3 separate regions of the Gossypium hirsutum genome follow, and all the other regions are linked to region 3. A link is a contact called in public Hi-C data. All regions are on one chromosome and are shown on one strand. Each heading gives the region's core, a stretch centred on a gene start, on an enhancer-like site or on the middle of the called end of the contact. The rest is flanking DNA. Distances are from core to core; before and after follow the strand shown. Region 1 holds the start of LOC107950662 (protein ROOT HAIR DEFECTIVE 3). Region 2 holds the start of LOC107950614 (growth-regulating factor 4). Region 3 holds the start of LOC107940023 (origin of replication complex subunit 3).

Region 1 (3,831 bases), core at 290-2,789, 230 kb before region 3:
ACTAGAGTGCAAGGCTCTATACCAGCACATTTTGCCATCCAAATACCTTTAGTGGTTTGAGACCTGAGAAAAAGCACATTCCATTAGTTCTTTCAGCCAATTGAAACAAATCCAATGTGTTACTACTTATTAGAAAAACGTAACTTACCTTCCCTTAAATGCATCCATTTCCCTGAAATTGGTGTAAAACAAATGATTTAACAGTGTGCTTTTACCTGTTGAGATCATGGAAAAAAAAATAAAACTTTAAATGGAACAATCAGAACTTACACAGCTACCATGATAAAACACCAAAACTAAAATCTTTCATGGCATGTGTTAGAATTTAAAAAAAAAAATTTATGCAAGAAAGATATATACAAAACTAACTACAGAAGTTTCCAATAATACCATATGGAACAAGTTCATATCAAAGTGAGATATGAAAACTATGCCTTTGTGCAAAGCTGCAGTGACCAAACTCCAAGTTTATCATACTCTCACATGCAACCCAAGTATTTCTAATTCAGTATCATTAAAGAAAATGAGAACAAATAAGCAGCTCAGTATGACCTAGGAATAGGCACCTAAGGACCAAGAAAAGGACAAGTATAAAGCAAGATGTCATAAAGATATAAAAGCATACCGCTGCTCTGAGGTCCCATGATAGCAACCACAGCATATGACAACCCGCATTCAGCAAGCTTAATTTCCTTGATAAGGCGGTCAGTTCCAACATCATTGAACAATCCATCTCCATCAATAAGTTGAATTGAATGACATTCCTCAGTCGTGGCTGTGAAGCGAAATGTCCGTAGCATGTATAAGTAAAGAGAATGAAGGTTCCATCAGCAACTTTAAGATTAAAATATCCATATCAGTTGATCAAGGAAAATTTAAGAATATCTCAACTAAAAAGAATTAGTATATTCATTAATTCAGACAGATAAATTTGGCAACTTTAATAAATTTGGCAACTTTAATATTAAGGAGCTGATAAGCAAAATCGGATTTTTCACTTTTCTTTTTTAGTTTTCTTCAGTTTCCTCAGCAGCCAAACATGCAGTATACATAAAATCTATCTATAGACCCGATCCAAACAGAAAAATTAACTTCAGACTACAATACTTTAAAGAAACTCTTAAAAAACCTAAAAACCAAGTTTAAATATAAATTTTAACATAAAAGAGATCGCATCGCTCATTAACTAATAGTAAAAGAACAAAATTATTAAGGCGGCGCGGATGCTAAAACGCTCTGGTTCAGTTACATCATAGAAATTAAACAAGAAACCGAATAAAATTAACTAAACAAAGGAAGAAACGGATCACTTAAAACAGCTATAAACAGAGAGAAAATAATAAGGCAAAACAGAAATGGGAAAAGAAAAGAATAAGATGAGACGATGCGATGCGATGCGATGCGAGAACGTACCCATTGAATCTTGTTTGAAAGTGATAGCTCAGAAACTGAGGAGATCGATGTCAATGAAAGACAGAGAAAGAGGAGAAAAATAGAGAGAGGCTTTGAAACTCGTCTTTAGTCTACTGTTTTTTTTTCTTTTCTTTAAAAGTGGGCTGGACTGGGTAATCAAAGACCGCAAAGTAAATAAGTTTAATTTTATATTTAGTCCCTAAATCTGTTAGATTTTCCAAATTTAGTCCTTCCCTTTTTAATTTCAAGAATTTGATAATTACTTATAATTTGAAAATTAGAGTCTAATTAGTAATGTTATTAATTCATTTCTATTAATTTGAGTATGCAGAATTTTAATGTTCAAAAGTATGATTTGAAAATTTAAATCTCAATTATAATAATGTATTTAAATTTAACATAATTCAATTAGCAATGAGATAGGTAGTAAATTTTGAAAAGTAAAAGAGAAAAAATTAGACCCAGTAATTAATACTTCGATAATAATTAGTTTTCCTTTTTTATTAAATTTAAAATTTTAAAAAATCTTAATAGATTTAAAAAAAATCAATACAAATTAAACTCAGATGCATGCATCCTCAAATAAGTCTCCATACACCTCCAATGAAGGTACAGAGATGGAAGCATCTGATTAGTTGTCCAAGACAAAAGGACAAAGTTTTTGGTAGGAATTGTGTTTGGTTGGGGGGTCAGCTGCACGATCACCGATTCTAGCGGGGCCCATCAACCGCCCATATATTTTTCCGAAAAGTGGGCGGTGTGTGATCGGCTGCTTTAACAGCGACTGTACACACGCTCTAATAACCCCATGTTTCAGAGCCGCATGGGTCCAGCATGGCTGCTCCACTGTTCTGTTGTGTGTAGTGTGGAACCCACCAGAAACCAAATTTAAAATGAAAAAATGAGTGTGGTTAAACCTAGACCTGCCCATGGGCAGGACGGTCTGGTCCGGCCCGACGCCCGCCGAAATATGGATTTGGGCAAAAAGTAGGTCAGGCCTCGAGCACCAATTTTATTTTCATAATCTCGCATTTCATTCATAATCTTATATTTTCATAATATTATCACATAACATAATCTAATATTTCACAAAACAAATGTACCCTTGTAGTTAAATTTTATATGATAAATTAATTGTACAAATATTTTATTTTTATTTTTTACAAACATTTATTTTAAAGAAAGGCCACATCTGAATTATGTAATTTTAGCACCTCTTCTAAATACGCATTTAATTTATGTATTGTTTCATCAATTAAAACATTAAGTGTGTTGAATTTAAATTATAAAAATCTATTTGATAAGTAAGTATTGATTAGAAGTATATTTTTTGATGATGTAAATCTTGAATTACGAAAATATTTTATTTACATTTTATCATTAATTTTTAATATTTATTATTATACTTGCAACATCATTATCCGAGGTATCGAGATACCACATTCGTTGTCAAAGCAACTACGATCACTCCAAATCAATTTAATTTTTTTTTTCAAGTTGTTAAGCTTAAAATACAATTAAATGTGATTCAAACACTTATCTAAGCTTGAAACAAGCTTACGAAAGCTCCCGAGGTTATCAAAGGTCATTTAGGGACCAAATTGCAAAGTCCAAACTTTCAGTGCTCGTTGCGACTTCATGGATTCCATGTTACGACCTCACTCACTAACTTGAACTCGTCGCGATTTCATAAGGCCTGACACCACAACCTCAATCTTGCCACCTTAAATCTTAAGAATTTTTTTTCTTCCTAGCATTAATGGCAACATTCATATGGTATATACCAACCAAATTCAACCTTTATAACATTCACACATGCCCCAATAAACCATTCAAATATGCCAATTTGAACCTTAAATATCACCTATTTATACTCAATTCCAAATCATACAAAACCAATTTACAAGATTTACAAAATGAATCAAAAGCACCAAAGCTTTCATTGAAATCAACCAAAACTTTTCCAACATATCCCTAAGTATATGCCAAAGACTTAAGTCCAAAAAATTTAAATTCATACTCTCTTCAAGGCTTGATTTTGTGATGAGATAAGTTGGAGATGATCTTCACCCTAAAGCTTCAAAACGATCTTCACCTACGTTGTAACGACTCAATTTTTAATGGTATCAAAAAATACGGTTTTGGGACCCTTTTTTGTAAACTGAGCCCGTAAATATTAAATAAAAATATTTACAAAGTTATTAGATAGGTAAATTAAATTTTGGATAAGTGATTTAGCCGAAATTACGTTTAATTAGGGCCCAAGGACTAAATTATAAAAGTCCAATTGCTATAGGTTTTTAATTAAAAAATAATTCGAGGACTTAAATTACAATTAACCTAAGTTCTAAAACAACAATTGGAACATGTCAAAAATTTGATAGTGGACGGTTGGATTAACAATGTCATTAGCTTAAT
Region 2 (4,070 bases), core at 1,133-3,632, 160 kb after region 3:
TACACAAATGTGAAGGAATCTGCAATTTTACTTCTACCACACAATCAAAAATATGGGCCCAACAAATGATGTATTTCACTTCCGCACAGCTGGAAATTCCAGAATTCAAATCTGAAAAGGGTTAACAATCTAATCCTCCAAAAAAAATTATTGGTGCAAAATTGCCAACCTTTCTCTGTGTAGGCATTACCCTAAACAAAAGGCACCAAAATTTAATGTCGTAAATGGAAAAGAAATATTATGAAGGAATCAAGTTCTGGTTTCAGTTCTTTTCTATGACATGCAAAGAATGAAATTATGCGAAACTAAAACGCATGAAATGAGGATTACCTATAATCTTTGCTTGGGATTCCATAGGGGATTGACTCCATATGATAATGGGACTGATTAGTTCCAGAAGCAGTAACTTGTTGAGAACCACTGAAGGCATGTAACGGAAGGCTCTGGAAGCTTCCAGTCCCACCACTGTTTCCAGAAACAGTCAATGATGTCACAGTAGATGATGACTGTGCCATAGTTTGCGATTCCACAGGCTTTCTTGAACGGTTACGGCCGCGATGCATATGCCGCTCACAGTACTTGGAGTCAGGGTATGCATCTTTGGAGCAACGCCATTTCTTGCCGTCGGTCCTCCGGCATCTTCCTGGCTCCGGATCCACCTTCTTCCCATAGAAGGAAGAATACCCCACTGCAAATTTACACTCAAAAACTCTGATTCATTACTAGGCTTTCTTCAACAAACAGGAACGAGATTGACAAAACAAGAAGAAAGTAAGTTACAAGTAAAACAAGAAAACGGGACATCAGCAACAATGACAACATAATAAATTATAACAATGATGTTAGAAAACTCTAAAATCACAAGTATCAAAATATGAATAAAGAATTGTCAAAAAGTGATATAACACTTGATGATTAAGACATCAGCAATATCACATGGATGAATAAAGAAATACAGAAGAAAAGGATTTGGCATCACCTTAGAAGAATCTTTTGAGATAAACTACTATAAAAGAAACAGAAATTTAAAGACAATCCATGACGAAAGGTAATATCACCAGAAGAAACCAACTTAACACACAAAAACAATAAAGAAAGGAAAGCAACTGAAACATAGAACCAAGTGTTTTTTTTTTCTTTTAAAACTTGTATGTAAGAAAATTGAGGACAAAAGCGAAAACGACTAATCTTTGTCCTAGAAATGTGATTTTAATGAGCAAGTAAAGAGATTATCCCCAAAACCCAACAGCTCTTCAAAGTCCATTAATTTAAGGAATGTTTCCCAACCTATTCCACTGGAAGTAAAAAGCATCATTGAAAAATTAAATATCCACTCAACCATATCAAAATCTTTTATCTTAAAACCCAGGGGGAAACCATCTCTTGCAAATGAGCAATCTTTTTATTTATTTATTTTTTAGTCATAAAAAAAAGTATGAAGCAATTTCAACCCCAATTTTATTAAAAATCTGGTTATGGTTCAAATCAGAAAAAAAAAATTGATTATGGTTTTCAAAATAAAGAGATCAATATAGAAAAAAAAAAAGATCCGTTTTTTTTACAAGAAAACACCAGCATACTGAACAAGATTCCTCAAATCAAAACAAACACACCCAGAGGACAAAAAAAAATTCACAACATCAAAGGTTTAGAAAAGAATAATAAAAGAAAAGGGGAGATAAAAGAGAAGGGGAGATAAAAAATAAAAATAAAAGATGAAAGAAAATCATGTTGGGCTTACTGGTTGGGTGGTGAAAGAACCTATGAGAAATGGACTCAAAGCTCTTCTGAATAGGGAGCACAAGATCAGGTGGCACAGGCAAACCTGCCATCATATACTTAAAGATCAAAGCTTGATGTTCCAGTTCTTGCCATTGTGACACTGTAAATGGTGATGTCCTTATTGCCATCATCCCCCCACCACCACTCCCAGCCCCTCCTCCCCCAACGCCACCACCGCCACCTCCACCGCCACTATTCATCTCCAACGCTACCCAAGAAACTTGTATTTATAAATATATCAATAGTAAGAGAAAAAAAGAACTCGCTATGCTCACTTTTTCCTTCTTTATTCCTAGAAGGTAACCCACTTGTTGTAACTTCAAAAGCCTTTTAAACCCACAAACTGTAACATGTTTTTAGGACTAGGAAGTAGAAAAACTTGGGGACATAGATCAACAAGAACCTCTATCTTCCAACATATTTCTTGTTCCTTCTATTACTATGTCACAAAGTCTCTATCTAACATATATATCTGATTTGCTTTGCTTTGTTATGTGTTAAGGAGAAAAGGGGAGGGAGTGCCTGGGAAGGAATCCCCAAAGCCCAAGTTTAGTCCCATCTTTTTTTCGTTTTTTCTTTTTTTTTTTTTTGAATATAAGTTTAGTCCCATCTTTAATGGGGAAGACAAAAGCCCTTTTTCTCGTAACAATGATGTTAGGGTTAATTATGGCTTAATTGAGTCAATGGTTAGACTAATAAATACTTGAATTTAATTAGCTAAGTGTGGGTTAATTAGTTTAATTTGATTGGATAAATTAATGGTAATAAAGGGGGAGAGTTCCTAAAAAAGGACAAGGGGTGTCTGAACCAGAGATGTTGTTTGTTGTTGTTGGGAAGAGGTTGTGTTGTCTTAAGATGAAGTGATGTGTTAGACAGCTTTCGGTAACCAGTCAAATGTGGATAAAGAGAAAGAACCATTTGACACTGCAAAATTATTATTTGATAAATTATCTTTCAATTAACTGTCACATTTTTGTAGATCATTTTTTAAATATCTAAGAAAACTATTATTTAGTAACAAATAATATATAATTTAAGATATATTTGATTTTTTTAAGTTTTACTTGTAAAATTAAAAATATATGTACAGATAAAATAAAAATAAGTGTTAACTTATTTACGTGCATATGAAATCTAAAAAAAATTTACACGCTGTATAAAAATTAGTTTTTTATTTATACATGTATAGATATATATATATTTCTTTTACTCTTCAGGAGTAGGTTTTTTTTTTGTTTTTTGTTTTTTTTTTAGCTTTATAATTCTGTAAAAACCTTAATAAAACACCGAGATCTTTCTAGCGTCCGGACGTGGGTTTTTTAATAGGATAGGACCCACTATAGTTTTAAATGTGTAAAAACTAAACCGGTGTTAATATATTTTATAAGATTAATTTCATCATTCAACTTTAAAAAATAATAAAATTATCAATAAATTATTATATAGTTTTTATTTAAATTATTATGCTATTAAAATTGATATTGTATTATTTTTTCTATTCACATTATTTACACCAATTGAAAGTTTTCATTTCCCTTCTTTTCTATAGTTTATTTTTTTCATGAAACAATTTTCAACGTCATGATTCTACAAACAAAGATCCATAAATTTATCTTCTTTTATTTTCGAAATTGACCATCGAATCAACTTAGATTTAAAATATGTTTTTCTACTTATCAATGAATATTGATCCACCTTACCAATCATCGAATTGTCAATTAGAGCTCACTAGTCAAACTTATTAATAGTTTAGAGACTTAAATAAAAAAATTAACAACCTAAAGACTTAAATAAAAACTTTCGAATAGTTCAGTAACTTAAATAAAAAATTCTAAATATTCAATGATCTTTTTGTAACTTACTGAAGTTAAGTGACCAAAACATCAACTTATTAATAGTTTATTGACATTGGATGTAGTTTACCTTAATTTTAATTGGCATAATGAGTTTTTTAGCCCTACAACTTTACAAAAAAGTTATTTAATCCCTCCATGTAATTTTTTGTCTCTTTTAACTCTTGAGTTTGTATTTTTGTCAAATCACTCCAAAATTGATGGAAAAGTTAATGTTCGTTTACTTTGCTGACGTGGCATATACATGGATTGCCATCTAGATGACATGTCAAAATTTAATTTACTTTTTAAAATTTTAAAATATATTTTTTAAAATTTTAATGTTTTTTAATTTTTAAAAAGTTTTTATAATTTTTTTAATTTTAAAATTTTAAAAATTAAGTAAATATTAACGTGTTATCCACATGTATGCAACGTCAAAAAAGTTTTAAAAAA
Region 3 (4,264 bases), core at 878-3,377:
GAGTTCCATCCTGGCTTACAAAGTAGTTTCTCATAAAAACTGCTACCTTGTGGCCAATGATAAACCCAGAACAAGGCTTCACAAGAACAGCCTCAACAACTGCATCCATTCTCTCAGCTGGGGTTCCCAAGGTGAACTCAAAGGGACACAAGCACCGTAAAGCATTTGAAGGAAGTATATTTCTTGGGGCATCAAGCGTTGTTGCAACCCCCATTATTAGAATAACAGGAATCTTGATAACCCATTCACTGACAGAAACAAAAAGGCAAGTGCAATACAGATTATTAGGTGAGTGTGATTTGTTTGTTACCATGGGTACTTTTCACTTCCAAAAGAAAAAAAAATAGAAACTACGTTTGGATATAAGAGCAAATAATAAAGACAGGTGTTAGGCATGTATTTGGATATAAAAGCAAGAAAATAACTTGATATTAGATAAAAGGCTCTGAATCCAAAAACTAACAGCAAGCAACACTTATACTAGGAGATGAATAGTAAAGTGAATTTAAACCTAGTGTCAAAAGCATTGAGAACAAGGAAAAGTCTGGTTTCATTAAAAAAAAACATAATGCAGTATCATAAGACTGATCCAGAGCAAGGAGAATCTGAGTGGATAAGTAAATGATAACCAGATAGTTTAGGACTTTCAGGTTGAAAAAGAATGAGAGGATGTGCTATAATACCTTAACATAAGGATGAAATCAGACAAGACAGACCCACAACAACGCTCGATGTCATCAATAATCACAACCACTGGATTATTGCAGTTTTCTTCTCTATACCATGATGCTAAGATTGATATGTCAGCTGGCTGCTCAAACAAAAAGGGAAAAAAGGAACAAGCTCAAGTTACAAACTGCAAGTAAATTATCGTTCAACAGTCAAAGAGAGCTGTTACAAGTACTTACATCCAAAGAAGACATTAAAAACTGTCTTAATAAACTTCTTAGGCAACCACCAACCCCATTTTTGGCAGTAAAGTCAGGTGAGGAAAGGTTAGCAATATGGCATCCTTGATATTTCAAGTGTTTCCCAAGTTCTTCAAAAGTCAGTAGATCATCAACAAACTCCATATTCTCTGTCAACCATCATACACCATAAAGAATAGCTTTTGTAAACGATATATTTATAGCATGCATCATGCACCCAACGAGATAGACCAAAGAATTTTAGTTAAACAAGGTAAGGGCAACAACTCCAACCAAAAATTAAACTAAAGTAGGAAGCAGAAAACTTACTGGTAAGAACAAGACCAGTAAATAGCCTTTTAGAATTAGCATCAGTTATAATAGGGAATGATTGAGTAGCTTCAGGAAACTCGGGAGTCCCAAGTGATCTGATTGTGTCAAAAGATTGATGCACCCAAGTTTGTATCTCGCTAAACACGTTCATATTAATATCTCTCAAAACATCCTGCAAAGCTATACAATTTTTAAAAGGGAAAAGTAAAAGCGTAAGGAATAAATAAACTAGGATTTTTACCTACTTTAATGGTTGATTCAATTTTTGACCAAACAAATTCAAAGGCTTCCATTCTCAAGTTCATGTTTTCATCTTCCTTTTCGTCTTCGATATTCGCAGAATTCTTTGGTGATGCTGAAGACAAATCGGTTCTCCTTGTTCTTCCAGTTCCTGATGATTTTCTATCTGATTTCCGAGACGATCCTTTTTGAAGAACAACAAACGGCTGCCATGTTTTTTTGGGGAAAAATAATGAATAAAAATCTATTCAAAACCTCAACATCTTCAAAGTTAACTAAATAAGTACTTTAACCATGAACTATATGACATGCATTTTTTTAAAATAAATTTACAACGAAGAATTTTTCTGAGAACCAAGCAGAAAAACGTATAAAGTGTGATTAATTTTTTTTGGAAATGAAACAAAAACATTTTTTATTAAAAAAAAAACAATCACAGGGAAAGGAACCTGGAGATTATTTTCGGTGAAGGCTTCGTCAATGGTTGAAGGAGGCGAATCGTCATTTAACGAAGGAGCCATTGATTTTGATTTCGATCGTTTTGATAGATTTTAGAGGAATTTTTTTGCCGTTTTTAGGGTTTATGGGTATTTTTTGTGAGCCAGTTTCTACATTCCAGTTTCCAATCCAGGGGTTCTTTCCTTTCAGTTTTGGCGGGAAATGCCTCAGGGGTATAAATGTCAAACAAAAATATTTCTCTTGATTTTGAGTGGGCTTAGCCGTATTTCTAGATCTTAGTCGGTCTCTTCAATATCCAAATTCAAACGGGCCATCCACTTCTTTTTGTATTATCATTTTCATTCTTGCAAGGCCCACATAAAACAAATTAAATTATGAATTTGTAAAAAGAATTATTTTATAAAAAATTAAAATATTAACTAAAGGTGTGTTTGATAAACTGAAAATCTAAGTGCTGAAAATTTAAGTACTGAATTTTTATTGCTAAATTTTATAAGTGTTGAATTTATATTAGAAAATTGTTTGATAAATTACTAAATATAATTATTGAATATAATTATGTTGTTTAGTAAAAGGAAGGATTGATTTTAAAATATTATTCATTTTTTTAAATTTAATCTTATTAATATAATATTTTATTTTATTTTATTTTATTTTATTTTATTTTGGAGAGTTTTGGATAAAAGATACATATGGTAATTTGAATATCTCATTTTTTTTAAAAAAGATAATTTATTTTAATTTTTTAATAAAATAAAATCAACTTAATATTTTCTCCGTTAAGTGATAAGTAGCTACCTACCTACTTATCTTATTGCTCACTTTTTTTATTGAAAATTTTATATTAAGTAAAAAATTAAAATGATTATCAAACACATTTAAAATATTAAATGTTGAAAATTTTCATTTTTAGTGAAACTTTACTTCCATCCATCCTCAAATCCTCGAGACTCGTTTGGCATCAAAGCCAAGGAGGAACAGATAACTATAAGTTTTGGAGATCTTCAAATTTGTTTTCAATATTTTCGAGTTCTAGTTTAACTATCTTTATTAGAATATTATTATTTTTGTTAAGTATTGATACACAATCCAAGTAGCCATGAGTTAGGCATGTTTAGGAAAATGTATCCTTGTAGGCAATTTTAGTAATTTAGAAATTTTGATAGTAGAACCCTTATAAGAAATTTGAAAACAAAAAGATATTTCCTTCCCTTAGGAGAACCAATTCTTCTACAAGTTTTACTGTAACACCCCAAAATTGGGCCTAGGAGTTTTAGGGTTATATTCGAATATTAGTTTTAGTGTGCTCGAGAATTTTGTAAGCATGGTAATCGAAAATATTTTTGACTATAGCTTTTAGAAAATTAAATCAGTTTTTGAAAAAGATGTTAAAAGGACCTTTACTTTGAAAAGTGGACTGATTTGTAAAAAAGTCTAAATTTTGAGCTTGTAAGAGGCAACTAAACCAAAATTTAAAATCAACCCATATTTCCCTCTTTTCACCCTAGTTTTGACGTGAATAAAAGAAAAAAAAGAAACATTCTCTTCCTTTTTGTTGTGCCATCCCTTTGAGACCCCCAACCTCAATCGCCTATTTTGATCTTCCAAACTCTAATCCTTTAATTTCTATCATCACCCAAGCCATAAACCTCTATAAAGTTCCAAGAAAAACACCTAAAATCGCCATAGATTTCTCCATTGTTAAGTTTTTAGGTTTCTTCGGGTTTTTTATCAAACGCTTGGTTTTTGTAAACTAGGGTAACGGTTCAACTCCTAAATAGTTTTGAATGTTATTTAGTCTTTAAAACTAAGTTTTTAGTCATTAAATCGCATGTTTTGAATAAAAGCTGAAAATTGGATTATTAATGGTGAATTTTAGGATTTTTGTAAAAACGTGGTTTCAAAGAGTTTTTCAATTATTTTTCGTGTAATTAGAAGGTTTCTAAATTTACTTTAAAAGTAGCCTAAATCCCTACACACGATTCAATACGTTAACTGGGAATTTAGAAGTAGCCTAAATCCCTACTCTAATTCCCAAGTGTAAGCTTTTTCATACTCATGAATTTATATATGAAAATGTGTTGTGAATTTGTAATTATAATGTGACATTGTGATATGTGTAATAAGCTTATGATGGATATTCTGAAAGAGTTGGTTGTGAGCATGTTTTATGTGCCATATGACAACGAATATGTTGTGCTTATAATGTGATTATGTAGAGATAAAGTACAGTGAATGATAAGTAAATGTGTGTGTTAATAACGATATTTTAGCCTTGTAAACATTGAGCCCGTTGGATATAGTTAGCATGTCATAGAATTGTG

Evidence for each region. A called contact is a pair of places that touch in the nucleus more often than the background predicts.
Region 1: a Hi-C map of leaf shows a contact between it and region 3, with 2.1 times the contacts expected there. The contact joins the promoter of LOC107950662 here to the promoter of LOC107940023 in region 3. A contact is called at or near these places in 6 of 34 Hi-C or Micro-C datasets (hypocotyl, leaf and petal).
Region 2: a Hi-C map of leaf shows a contact between it and region 3, with 2.9 times the contacts expected there. The contact joins the promoter of LOC107950614 here to the promoter of LOC107940023 in region 3. A contact is called at or near these places in 15 of 34 Hi-C or Micro-C datasets (anther, callus, cotyledon and 4 more).

Annotation. Positions count from the first base shown.
Region 1 is chrD03:10,477,246-10,481,076 of Gossypium_hirsutum_v2.1, reverse strand. LOC107950662 (protein ROOT HAIR DEFECTIVE 3) reads right to left here and starts at 1,539. Exons shown (of 23, transcript XM_016885544.2): 1 at 1,414-1,539; 2 at 626-775; 3 at 149-172; 4 at 1-63. The coding sequence starts at 675.
Region 2 is chrD03:10,090,580-10,094,649 of Gossypium_hirsutum_v2.1, reverse strand. LOC107950614 (growth-regulating factor 4) reads right to left here and starts at 2,382. Exons shown (of 4, transcript XM_016885495.2): 1 at 1,742-2,382; 2 at 331-688. The coding sequence starts at 1,982.
Region 3 is chrD03:10,246,212-10,250,475 of Gossypium_hirsutum_v2.1, reverse strand. LOC107940023 (origin of replication complex subunit 3) reads right to left here and starts at 2,127. Exons shown (of 18, transcript XM_016873430.2): 1 at 1,931-2,127; 2 at 1,487-1,687; 3 at 1,239-1,413; 4 at 909-1,078; 5 at 684-811; 6 at 1-248. The coding sequence starts at 2,002.